Linked DNA regions of Zea mays: region 1 is linked to region 2. The links are chromatin contacts, called in public Hi-C maps. All regions are on one chromosome and are shown on one strand. The core of a region is the stretch at or near the end of the contact, and the rest is flanking DNA. Distances in the headings are between cores, read along the strand shown. Region 1 holds the start of LOC103647049 (pectinesterase inhibitor 10). Region 2 has its middle 11 kb from the start of LOC103648958.

The links. A called contact is a pair of places that touch in the nucleus more often than the background predicts.
Region 1: a Hi-C map of tassel shows a contact between it and region 2, with 3 times the contacts expected there. The contact joins the promoter of LOC103647049 here to the enhancer-like site in region 2. A contact is called at or near these places in 5 of 25 Hi-C or Micro-C datasets (ear, endosperm, leaf and 2 more).

Annotation. Positions count from the first base shown.
Region 1 is chr2:145,010,015-145,015,405 of Zm-B73-REFERENCE-NAM-5.0, reverse strand. It overlaps LOC103647049 (pectinesterase inhibitor 10), which reads left to right and starts at 1,402. Exons shown (of 1, transcript XM_008671616.4): 1 at 1,402-2,836. The coding sequence starts at 1,942. The coding sequence ends at 2,559. It overlaps LOC100272683, which reads left to right. Exons shown (of 8, transcript NM_001359735.1): 7 at 1-569; 8 at 657-1,254. The coding sequence ends at 770.
Region 2 is chr2:144,875,766-144,881,048 of Zm-B73-REFERENCE-NAM-5.0, reverse strand. No RefSeq gene overlaps it. Among protein-coding and RNA genes, the nearest start is that of LOC103648958, 11 kb to the right of the region's middle. Within about 2 kb of position 3,633, at least 13 of the 20 cell types and tissues checked have an H3K27ac peak or open chromatin away from gene starts, as enhancers often do. A contact at or near this core is called in ear and tassel, where this site is marked.

The DNA.
Region 1 (5,391 bases), core at 153-2,652, 140 kb before region 2:
CTAGGGAAGATGCTGGTGCAAGTAGTTCTTCCCATAGAAAGGACAGTATGAGCCATCCCTCATATGGGTTTGTACCTGTTCCAATTCCTGTCGGTGCCATGATGCCCTATCATTGTGGTGCAATTCTGCAGCCAGTATACTACCCACAGGGTCCACTTATGCACTGTAATTCATCTGCAATCAACAAGGCAACAATTCATCAAACCTCTGGCCAATCTAACTACCGTGAAGATTGTGGTAGTGGTAGACCATCTCAGGTTGATGAACACAAACAGTCAGAGGAAAAGCACCAGTTGCATCATTCAAGACAAATTCATCGGGAATCAGGACAACCAGTTGACATGGTTAGAGCTCACATGGATCATGCTAACCAGAGTGCAAGCTGCAGCCGGGATATCTGTAAAGGAAGCGGATGCACGGGTAGCGGTGAAGCCGATACCAATGCGAACACGACGGTTGCCCTAGAGAGTGGCAACGAGAGTGGCATCCAAAATAGTGACAGGTCTCACCGAGAAGCTGCTTTGATGAAGTTCCGCATGAAAAGGAAAGACAGATGCTTCGATAAAAAGGTATCTCATTTGACAACCTTCTAGCCATTAAATAGGTACCGAGCGATTTCTTCATCTAACCGTACATTCCATTTTCCATCTCTACAGGTCAGGTATCATAGCAGGAAGAAGCTTGCGGAGCAGAGGCCAAGAGTTAAGGGGCAGTTTGTAAGCCAGAAGCTGAAAGCAGCTATGGCAACGGAAGCCGAAACTGACTCGTGACGGGCGCTAGTCCAGAACTGTAATTTTGGTTCTTCCCTTCGCGCCAGGTGTGGGCGATTGGACTGGTAAGTCTGAAGGCTGGCAAAAGTTTTTTTTTCTTCCTTCCATGGTTAGCCTTTCTGTACAAAGGTGAACTCCACGTCGGGTGTTTGTTGGCATCCAAGCCTTATTTTTTGCGAGGTACATCAAGTTGACAAAATGTTCGGAGGGATAGGGTGAAAACGGTGCAAGCGCCATATTTCGTCCATACGCTTAGGTGTTTGTGGAGTGTGAAAGCAGAGCCTGTACAGCATATTCACCACCCATTCTGTTGCCATTACAATTGTAGTAACTTGTAATTACTACTATGACAAAAGTAGACACTGTTGTAGAACTTACAGCCAGCAGGTCTTTTCCATATGGGACAGTAGCATTTTATTTATTAATTGGTTGATCATATGAGGACAGTCCCGAATGCAGGACAGTTAAGATTTGTTTGATCCAATCCAATCATCCAGCATTTTGCTTGCCTTAAACTGGACAAGGAATCAGCAGGGTGCACACCTTGTCCTTGTCAGCTATTGGTACACAGCAGCATATATCCTTTGCCTGTGTTTGCTGTACTACTACTCTGGAAAGCATCAACGAATCATCGTTCACGGGACAAGTGTCATTTCACCCAACGACTGGTGCACATGAAGGATAAGCTGCGGATTTGCTGGGATTAATCTGCGCCGTAAGAGGAATCCGCAGTTCCTTGCTGCCAGTTTCATCAAGGGCATCTAGAGGTGGTAATGGATCAAGAGGTGGTAATGGATCACGATCCAAATGCTTCTTCACAAAAAGTTAAGGCCCTCAAATAATATTAGTTCAAAAAAAGTTAAGGCCCTCAAATAATATTAGTTCAAAAATGAATAAGAATAAGGCCCGATCCTAATCTGATTTGACCCTTAAATTTTGCAGTGTAAAGTTTATAGCCTATTATGACCCCGGCATCCCCGTTGCACAGCCAGCATTGCTCATCTCTCTCTCCGTTAGTTAGAGCTTGCGCCTCAAGTTTGGCACATTTGTTTGCCCGCCGCGCTTGGCCTCCAGCTCCAGGCTTCGTCTTATAAACCCAGAGGTCCACCAGCCTCGCGGGAATCTCACCTGTGAAAGCGAGCACACGCAACTTAGATACGCAAGCACGTCAATGGAGAGAAGAAGGGTGGCCGCATCGTTGGTGGCGGTGGTGGTGCCGCTGCTGCTGTGCTCGTGCTTCGTCGCCGGTGATCAGGGCGAGCCGGCGGCGGGGGGCTCGGACACGAACCAGCTGTGCGTGAGCAAGTGCGGGACGTGCCCGACGATCTGCACGGCGTCGCCGCCGACGATCCTGCCGATGACCGCGCCGCCGCCGCCGGCCCTGGCGCTGCTTCCGCTGTCCGCGCCCCCGCCGCCGTACCTGGAGCTGGGACCGCCGCCGCCGCCGGGGGACGAGTACGACCTGCTGCCCCCGGTCACGCCGCTAACGAGCCCGGCGCCGGAGTCCCCGTGCTCGACCCCGCCTTCTTCCTCTTCCTCGTCGTCGGAGCCTCCGCCGTCACCGCCCCCGCCGCCGCCACCGAAGAGCAGCAGCGGGTCGTCGTCTTCCTCATCTTCCCCGTCGGCGCCCTCGCACTTCTCCTCTCCGCCGACGCCGCCGTCGTCGTCCAACCCGTACTACTACCTGTACCTGTCCGGCGGCGCCAAGGTCCGCGGCGGCGCGTCCAGCGCTTGCGCCACGGCGCTCGTCCTCGCCGCGTTCCTGCCCGCCGTCGCCCTTTTCAAGTGACGCACGCTTCTGTTGTTAGTGCAGTCATCTGTCGGCTGTCGGCTGTCCAGACCGGTGTTTTAAGATTCATGCATGCATGCATTACGTACGCGCCTCGTTTTGGCATCCGATTCGGTGATGCTCTCATCTGTCGGGCTTTCCGGCCGGTGCCAGATGATCGATCCATGCATGCGGATAATAGCAGCTGTCTTTGCAATTTGTTCACTGTATCAACGTTCCTGTACGTACCTTAATGATTTTGTAAAGTGAATTCTGATCGATGATGGCTTCATGCTCAGTGTCGGTGAGTAAAGTCTGTTACTAGCGATTTGCTAAAATTTAGATGCCTGAATTTAGTTTTTTTAGACAACGATTTTTTTGCATATGTTTTATACTAAATTTTTTGAAACGACGACGACTCAGCACCTCCGAGTTGGAAGGATTATCGTGTGGCTCTAATATGCTGATCTCTGACTCTGCTTAGTGGTCGGACTGCTTCATTTTCTCTTCAGTTTTGCTGCGGCCACCTTAGCCGCTGCTGCCTCTCGACGGGTCTATGGTTTCTTTGAAGGTACATCACCACCATCGCCATCACTATCACCTCGTCATCGGATTCATCCAGGGGGGAGCTAAGCTTATTACCGGTGTCAGCTGACACTGATGAATTCCCAAAAACCCAATGTAAAATACTATTTAAACACCGTTTATAATATCGAAGACATCAGTTACAAACAATACTGACACCAGCGAACTTGGAGCCTGGCTTCGCTCCTAGATTCATCCAAGACTAGTTCATCATCATGATCTAGAGAAACATAGAAATCAATTAGACATTTACTTGGACGTACCTAGTACATGTAATACCGACTTGAGCAGGAGTTTACATCATGCCTTTTTGTTGACACATTTTTCGGGCACCAAACACTCAACAAGAACCAGCGGCGATGATCTCTGCACAGGCGCGGACGGTCCGCGGTCAGGAGCCGGACGATCCGCGACCTGGCGCAGGGCTAGGGTCAGTGGCGGGCCCAGGATTTAGAGGGTGGGTATTCGAAATTTTTTATAAGATGTTTTTTTGGAAGATTAAAACATGTCTATATATATATATAACCTATAATTAAGCACACACGCTATGGTCATAACTGATTCAATAACTAGTCTACTAAACTCAAATTTCATGAAACTATTTCAAAAGTTTTAAATCGAAATGCATCTGTTTGTTGTTGCTCGGTTGCTGGCTGGCTGCTTGTCCTCTTTGGCATTTTCCAATCGCTAATGCCCCACCTACATCCCAGTACTGCAAGCAGCAAATCAGGGGAGGTCAAGGTCGGGTGGCCACAGGCTAGGTGGGCTTGGACATCGGCACGATGGGACCTTGCCCCCTGGCTGTCTGTCCTGGCACGCGGTGACGCGCCTGACTATGGTGGATTGAAGCCTCGGACGACGGACAATGCAACAACGAGGCCAGATGCAACGCAATGACAGTTAACCGGTCAAGTCTAGGTACCTAGCTGTTCTGCGGAGCCACAATGGCGCAACGGAGGTGCTGGTGTCTCCATGGCATGTGGTGCTGTAAGACGTGACCACGACTTGGTGGCTGGCCCATCTGATGGCTCTGCCATGGTGCGACTACAATAGGGTTTGGGGATTTTTTTTGCCATGAGGTGCTGAGGTGGGCTTTGTCGCTCTATTGGGTCTTATAGTCCACGACAAACTATTAGGTTAGTTAGGTATGAGAAATAGGAAGGAGATATTTTGGTCCAAATTAACATAATTCTTTTGTTTATTTGATTCATTTTCTATCTATGCATATACACTATATACATGTATATATATTGAAGTTCTTTTGCCAAAATAATGGGTATTCATTTGAATACCCTTGAATTGAATGAGGCCCGCCCCTGGCTAGGGTTCCCTACCTGACGGCCGGACGGTCCGCGCGTGCGCAGGGGGCGCGTGCGCAGGGACCGTCCGCCGGCTCAATTTAGTGCTCAACATATGCCCCCTTGCCTTTTGGTGGAGCTGAGCAAACCAAAAACAACTAACTCGATGTGATTACATCAGTTCTCTTAGGCATCTTGCCACATACTAGGATGGTACTGTTTGAGGAAACGTCCATTCAAAGCCTTGGGTAAATCCTTGCCTTGTAATGTTTGTAGTAAATAGGCGTTACCAGACATTACCTGTTTTACTTTATAAGGACCCTCCCAGCTTGGCGACCATTTCCCGAACTTCCTGTCTTTATTCCTTAGAGGCAGGATGGTCTTCCACACCAGGTCCCCTACTTGAAATGACTTTGCTTTGACCTTCTTGTTGTAGGCCCTAGCTACCATGATCTTGTCCTTTTCTATTGCTCCCAAAGCTATCACCCTCTTGTCGGTCACCTCATCAATATTATCCATCATTGAATTACAATAATCAATGACGGTTAGATCATTTTGTCTGGCGAACCTGACAATATTCAAACTTATTTCCACAGGCAACACTGCTTCCTGCCTATAGACAAGCTCAAAAGGAGATACTTTAGTATCACTATGTTTAGATATTCTGTGAGCCCATAAAGCTTCGGACAAAATCTTATGCCAATGCTTAGGATTATCGGAAATCTTTTTTTTATCAAGTTAATCAATGTCCTATTACTAGACTCGGCCTGCCCTTTGGCCTGAGCATAATATGTACTACTTATTAAGTAAGCAATAGTAGTCTGCCATTGACTTGTTCTGCCTTTGACCTGTTCTGCCATGGCTCTGGTTCTGCCCCCACAGGCCGTACACGCAGGTGTCCAGCAAAAATTATTATGCCCGCGTGAGTTGAAACTGACCACCAATTCAGCCACCCTTTGAAACTGATCAG
Region 2 (5,283 bases), core at 2,384-4,883:
CGACGGCTTCACCAACCTAAGCATAGGGGTCTCCCTCGATCCCATGCAACCAGAATGGCATCCCCCTTGACCCCTTTGATTTCGCCAGATCTTCGATGTCTCACCATGATGGCACGACAGTTGCACATACCCTCGATGCCTTCTATGGCCCCTTCGTGAAAGCCACTCTTCAACAGGGGACCCTTCGCCAACACCAATAGCAGGAGACTAGGTCTCCCCATATAATGCAACAAATAAATCGAAATCATCATCTGAATATTTATCATCCAAAGCAGCAAAAAATTCCAAATCTACCTCAATATCCAAAGACTCCGAATCAAAAAAGCATCCAAACTACCAGAGTCTGATGAACTCTGGCAAGCTAAAGGTGTGACACAAATGATAGTACCCAAAGAGTCCTCCGCCGCCCTCAAAATTGGCGATATAGTTGCCTTGCCTAGGACCCAAAATAACAACCTGCGTGAAAGAACCGTTCAAAATATTAGTGTATGTCACATTAAAATAAGTATTTTCACACGAAAGCTACACAACCTCTCCTGCCTCTAGCTCAATAGGAGCCTCCGCTGGGGTAGTGCCAGTGGCAGATGTTCCTACAAAAGTCGAAGGCACTGTGAAAGTTTCTTTGAGGGGAACACAGATCTAGATGTCGCCTATAGGGGGTGAACAAGCGAATAAAAATTAACACCAAAAACTTAAAACTTTCTTACTTTATTCATAATATGGATCACAACAGAATGAAGTACAACACGAGTAGATTGTAGCAGAATACCAGTTTCTGTCTCAAAAGATCCTCCACTTCAAGAACAGCTCATACCAAAGATAAGTAGTGAAGTGCAAATAACAAAGCAAACAAAAATAGAGCAGAGACACAGAGATTTATCCCGTTGTTCGGCCAAGCTTAAAATGCTTGCCTACATCCACGTTGGAGTTAGGCAACCTGGCTTGAAGTCTATTTCAACTCCTTCCTTTGTTTGCTTAGATTTGTCACCAGGTGAAGGATCAAGTCTTCCACTATGTAGATGATGGTTACAGTAGCGTCAAGGTCGTTTACAACTTCTATATCCAAGATAGTTTGAAGATAGCTCAAAAAAGTGACGGGTCAAGATAGATGATAGATGATGGTTACAGTAGCGGCATGGTCGTTTACAACTTCTATATCCAAGATAGCTCGAGAAGGTGACGGATCAAGATAGATGATGGTTACAGTAGTGTCAAGTCTTCCACTATGTAGATGATAGTCTTCCACTACGAAGATAGATGACGAATCAAGTCTATTTCGACTTCTCTATCCAAGATAGCTCGAAGATACTTTAAAGGCTAAGCAAGACGAAGCTAAGGCCCTCGAAAAGGTGCCTTTATACATGACGCTGTTCATCTATTTATAGGGAAGACGAAAAGTCTCGTATAGAATTACATCCATGACCGCAAGGTTTTACATACATGATTTACAAATGACACAAGGTCAACACTGTCTTTTATATTTATTTCTTTCCGCTCAAGACTTCATCTTCTTACCCTTCGAGACTTTGTATTCGAAGCCAGCCTTACGCTGAGGTCGGTGATCTTCGATTTGCACCTTTGCTATAATAACATATCTACCCGGTGGATACCCGATGGGCACGGGTACGGGTAAGTTTCTCGCCCGATTGAATTCACGGGCCAACGTCTCAAAGCTGCCCTCATACGTAACGGCGCCTACTTAAAGCGCGGAGGTTTGACGTGGCTCCCCTGAGCGACCCTTGCCGAGAGTTTGGAGGCATCCAAGCGACCCTTCGGTCGCAGCGAGGCGTACGCCGCCTCCCTGCAGGTTCCCCTAGGCGGGTCTTCAAACGTCATGGTCTCAAAATTGTTCCATGCCAGCGATGCACCCAGATTAGCGAACCAGATACCCATTGCCGAGATCCTAGCTCCCAGCAAGCTGGTCGATCGAGGGTTTCTTCTTCCGTCATGCGCAGACCTTCAAATTCATCCTTCAAAATTTGCAGCCGTGCCTCCGCCTCCTTGACGCGATCTGCGCCAACAAATCTTGTTTGGAGAGATTCCCAAACCTCTTTTGTTGCCTTCTTCGTTGCCCTTGACAGTGAACACGAACGACAAACTCAGTTTTTATTAGAGAAACAACCAGAGGCAAATCTGAAGGAGACTAACGGCGTGTTCGGTTTGAAGAACGAGGTAATCTATCATTTTCTTAATCCTTAATTTTTTGTTTGATTCCTGGAATAAAATAAGTTAATCCATCACTATTTTATTTATTATAGGCTAATAATTAACAATATATAAGTAATGAGTGTATTTCACTAAATTTGTGGAATAGAGTCGTGATAAACCACCTCATCTATAATAAATTAATTCCTGAGACCAAGCACTCTCTAAAACTTTTATTTTTTATCTGAAGACACGTACATTCAGGAACGAGACATAGGTATTTATACCCAGAATTTACTCGACAAACAATATGGGAAACTAACTAAATCCTAACCGGATTCGATTTATACATATTGATCTAATCTAAACCTAACTGAAAAAACTGACAAATCTGGAAGACTCTGCAATAGACAAGTTTGTTGCTACAACTGTATTAAAACTAACAGGAGTGTCCAAACCACTAGTGCAAAGAAGCACTATGTTGGTGGTGATTTTTAACATATTTTTACTTTTACTGGCCTTTTTTATTACCCTAGTGATATGGGCCAGTAAATTTTTTTTAATAGACAGCTAATTAAGAACCGCCAGAATACAAATTGACTTTCACCAACGGTTAAGATAAGAAAATTTCCACTAACGATTGAGGTAAGAAAACATAAACTATGTTTTAAAAATAGCAAAAAAAATAATTAGGCAAGGCCCCACCCATCTATCTCCTCTACCACTCCAGCCATTGTTTACATGTGTCTGAATTGCAGTTTTATTGTCAACATATTGGAACAAACCGAGTCCAAATGATTTAAAATGAAAACATTATCAACTACAAAGTTTTATAACTTTTAGAGATCTATAACTTTCACTTTGGTAGTTTTTTCATAAGAGGTCATTTGAAAAACTCAAAAAATAAAAATTGGATTTTAAATCATTTCTAGAGGCAGATTTTTTTAGAAACCGACCAGTAGAAATCATATTTGTACCGCTGATTCCTTGAGAACTAAACAACACCAGCCCCTGACACTAAACAGGAATGATGGCTCGCACATAGACTCCAATTTCTGTAATACAATTAATTTATGCGAGTTTTCTTAATTAACCTTGATGATTAGCTGGTGGAGAAAGAGACATGAATCGGTATATCATGTCACCAATGGCATGGTGGTTAAATTGTTCTGCAACTTCATGAGAAGGTATGAAAACAATGTTTTTTTGAAACACCTTATGAGGAGCTTCAAAAATTTTATGAAACTAGCCTCTAGTTTCAATTTTTTAAGATATATAACTGTTGGATAGAAGAAGCTAAAATAGACCTAAAATTATTGAAGTATAGCTCTCTCAAATCGGGCCTAACTACATCCTAACCGGATTCTATGCCAATTGATCTAATCTGAACCTGACTGAAAAACTGAAAATCCAGCCCATGATAGAGTGGAGACCTAGGCCAAGGCTACGCTAAGGCGGCAGCATTGATGAGTGGTAGCCGAGGGCCGGGCCGAGGCTAGCTGTGGACTATGCAGTGTCTGCCTTCTCTTTCCTGGAGCGGGAGCGCAGAGGCAGATGCGGGCTTTTAATTTGTACGCGCACGGGATAAAAAGGTGCCTCCTTTTTTTTTCACCGCGCCTGCAAGGAAAGGAACAAACGCTGCTGTAGGCGAGCCGACCCGAGTCGCTTTGCCTTGACGCCTCCAACCACATCCACCTCCATTATATTTCTCCATGCTTGTCATGTGTGGGTTTCACTGTGTGCAGATTCATCCCTGCTCTGCAAGACAGGCAGCAATGGTGGACGTAGACAGGAGTAGGTGCTACTGTGCTAGTGCCAGCGGCCATGCCTCCATCCATCTCCATGTCCTGCTGCTCTGCTGCTGGCAGATGCTTTTGTGTTGTGTCACGGCCTTTCCTGTCGCCCATGATTAGGGCTTCAATCGAGGAGAATAACTTACCAAAACGAAGCCAGCAGGAACCACAGCAGCCGCGAGAGCGATGCTACAGGACACGCGAAACTAGGGCGCATATCATGGCCGCCATCAGCGCGAGCACCGCATCTCCCAGGCCACATGGAACAATCCGGAAGGCAGAGGGAGAACCCGATGACAACTAGGAGTAGAAAGGAACTTGAGATTTAGTAGGATTTTATCCAAACAGTATGCTGCAAAAAAACAACTAGTATCGTATACGGTGTTTGTAAAACTTACTGTAAGTAAAATATAACACAAGTTCGGAGACCCAAATAACACAAATTCGGAGACCCAAGTAACTTCAATGTAACAGTATTCAATTTTGAGCAAACCAACGTAACATTGAATCTGGACCCATAATTTATATAAATATTCTTGAGAACTTTATATAGGTTTAGATTTTAAAGCTCTCAGAAAATTTTGGAAGCATTTGTATATGTTAGTTTAGCAAGAGAATGTCTTTGTAAAAATCTGAGATCATTTTATTATTATTTGCTAAGTGTTTTAAAAAACAAATGTACAATTAATTTAGTTAGTAATTAGAAGAAATATCATTTAACTCGCTTAATAAAATCAATAAAAAATTCAATAGTTTAGAACTTATAATATTTTTCTCTAATAAAGTTTTTAGTTTCAGCCGATGAGAAAGGAACCAGGGATAAAAATATTGAGCGCTTTCTATGTAGTTTTTTATTTTTAGTAATTAAGATACTACTCCTAAAATTACAAGAACATTAGGGCAAATATAATATCTAACTATCGATTTTTGTGAATATATATAAATTTTGGACACTAGTAGAAGACAGAATTGGAGAGGATAAAACTAGTGCAACTTAAATCAGTGTCACGTCATGAAAATCGCCAAGCAAAATAGCTTAGGGCTTAATTTGTCTGGTTTTGTAAAGCTGAGCGGGTTAAATTATGGCTTTGAAGGTGAGGGGATGAAGTAGACCACCCTTGGTGCTTATATAGACTTTTGTTCCAAAAAAATTGAGTTCTAGATAAAGATTATGTAATCAATACAATAATTAGTCATTATATATATATTATTATTATTACTTGATATGTTTTCTACATTTTGCACAGGGCCTTCCAAATTACCAGAACATCCCTAAATTTTACTTAACTAACTATATACTTATTTAGTAAACCATTATAAAAATTGCAATGTAATTTAATATATA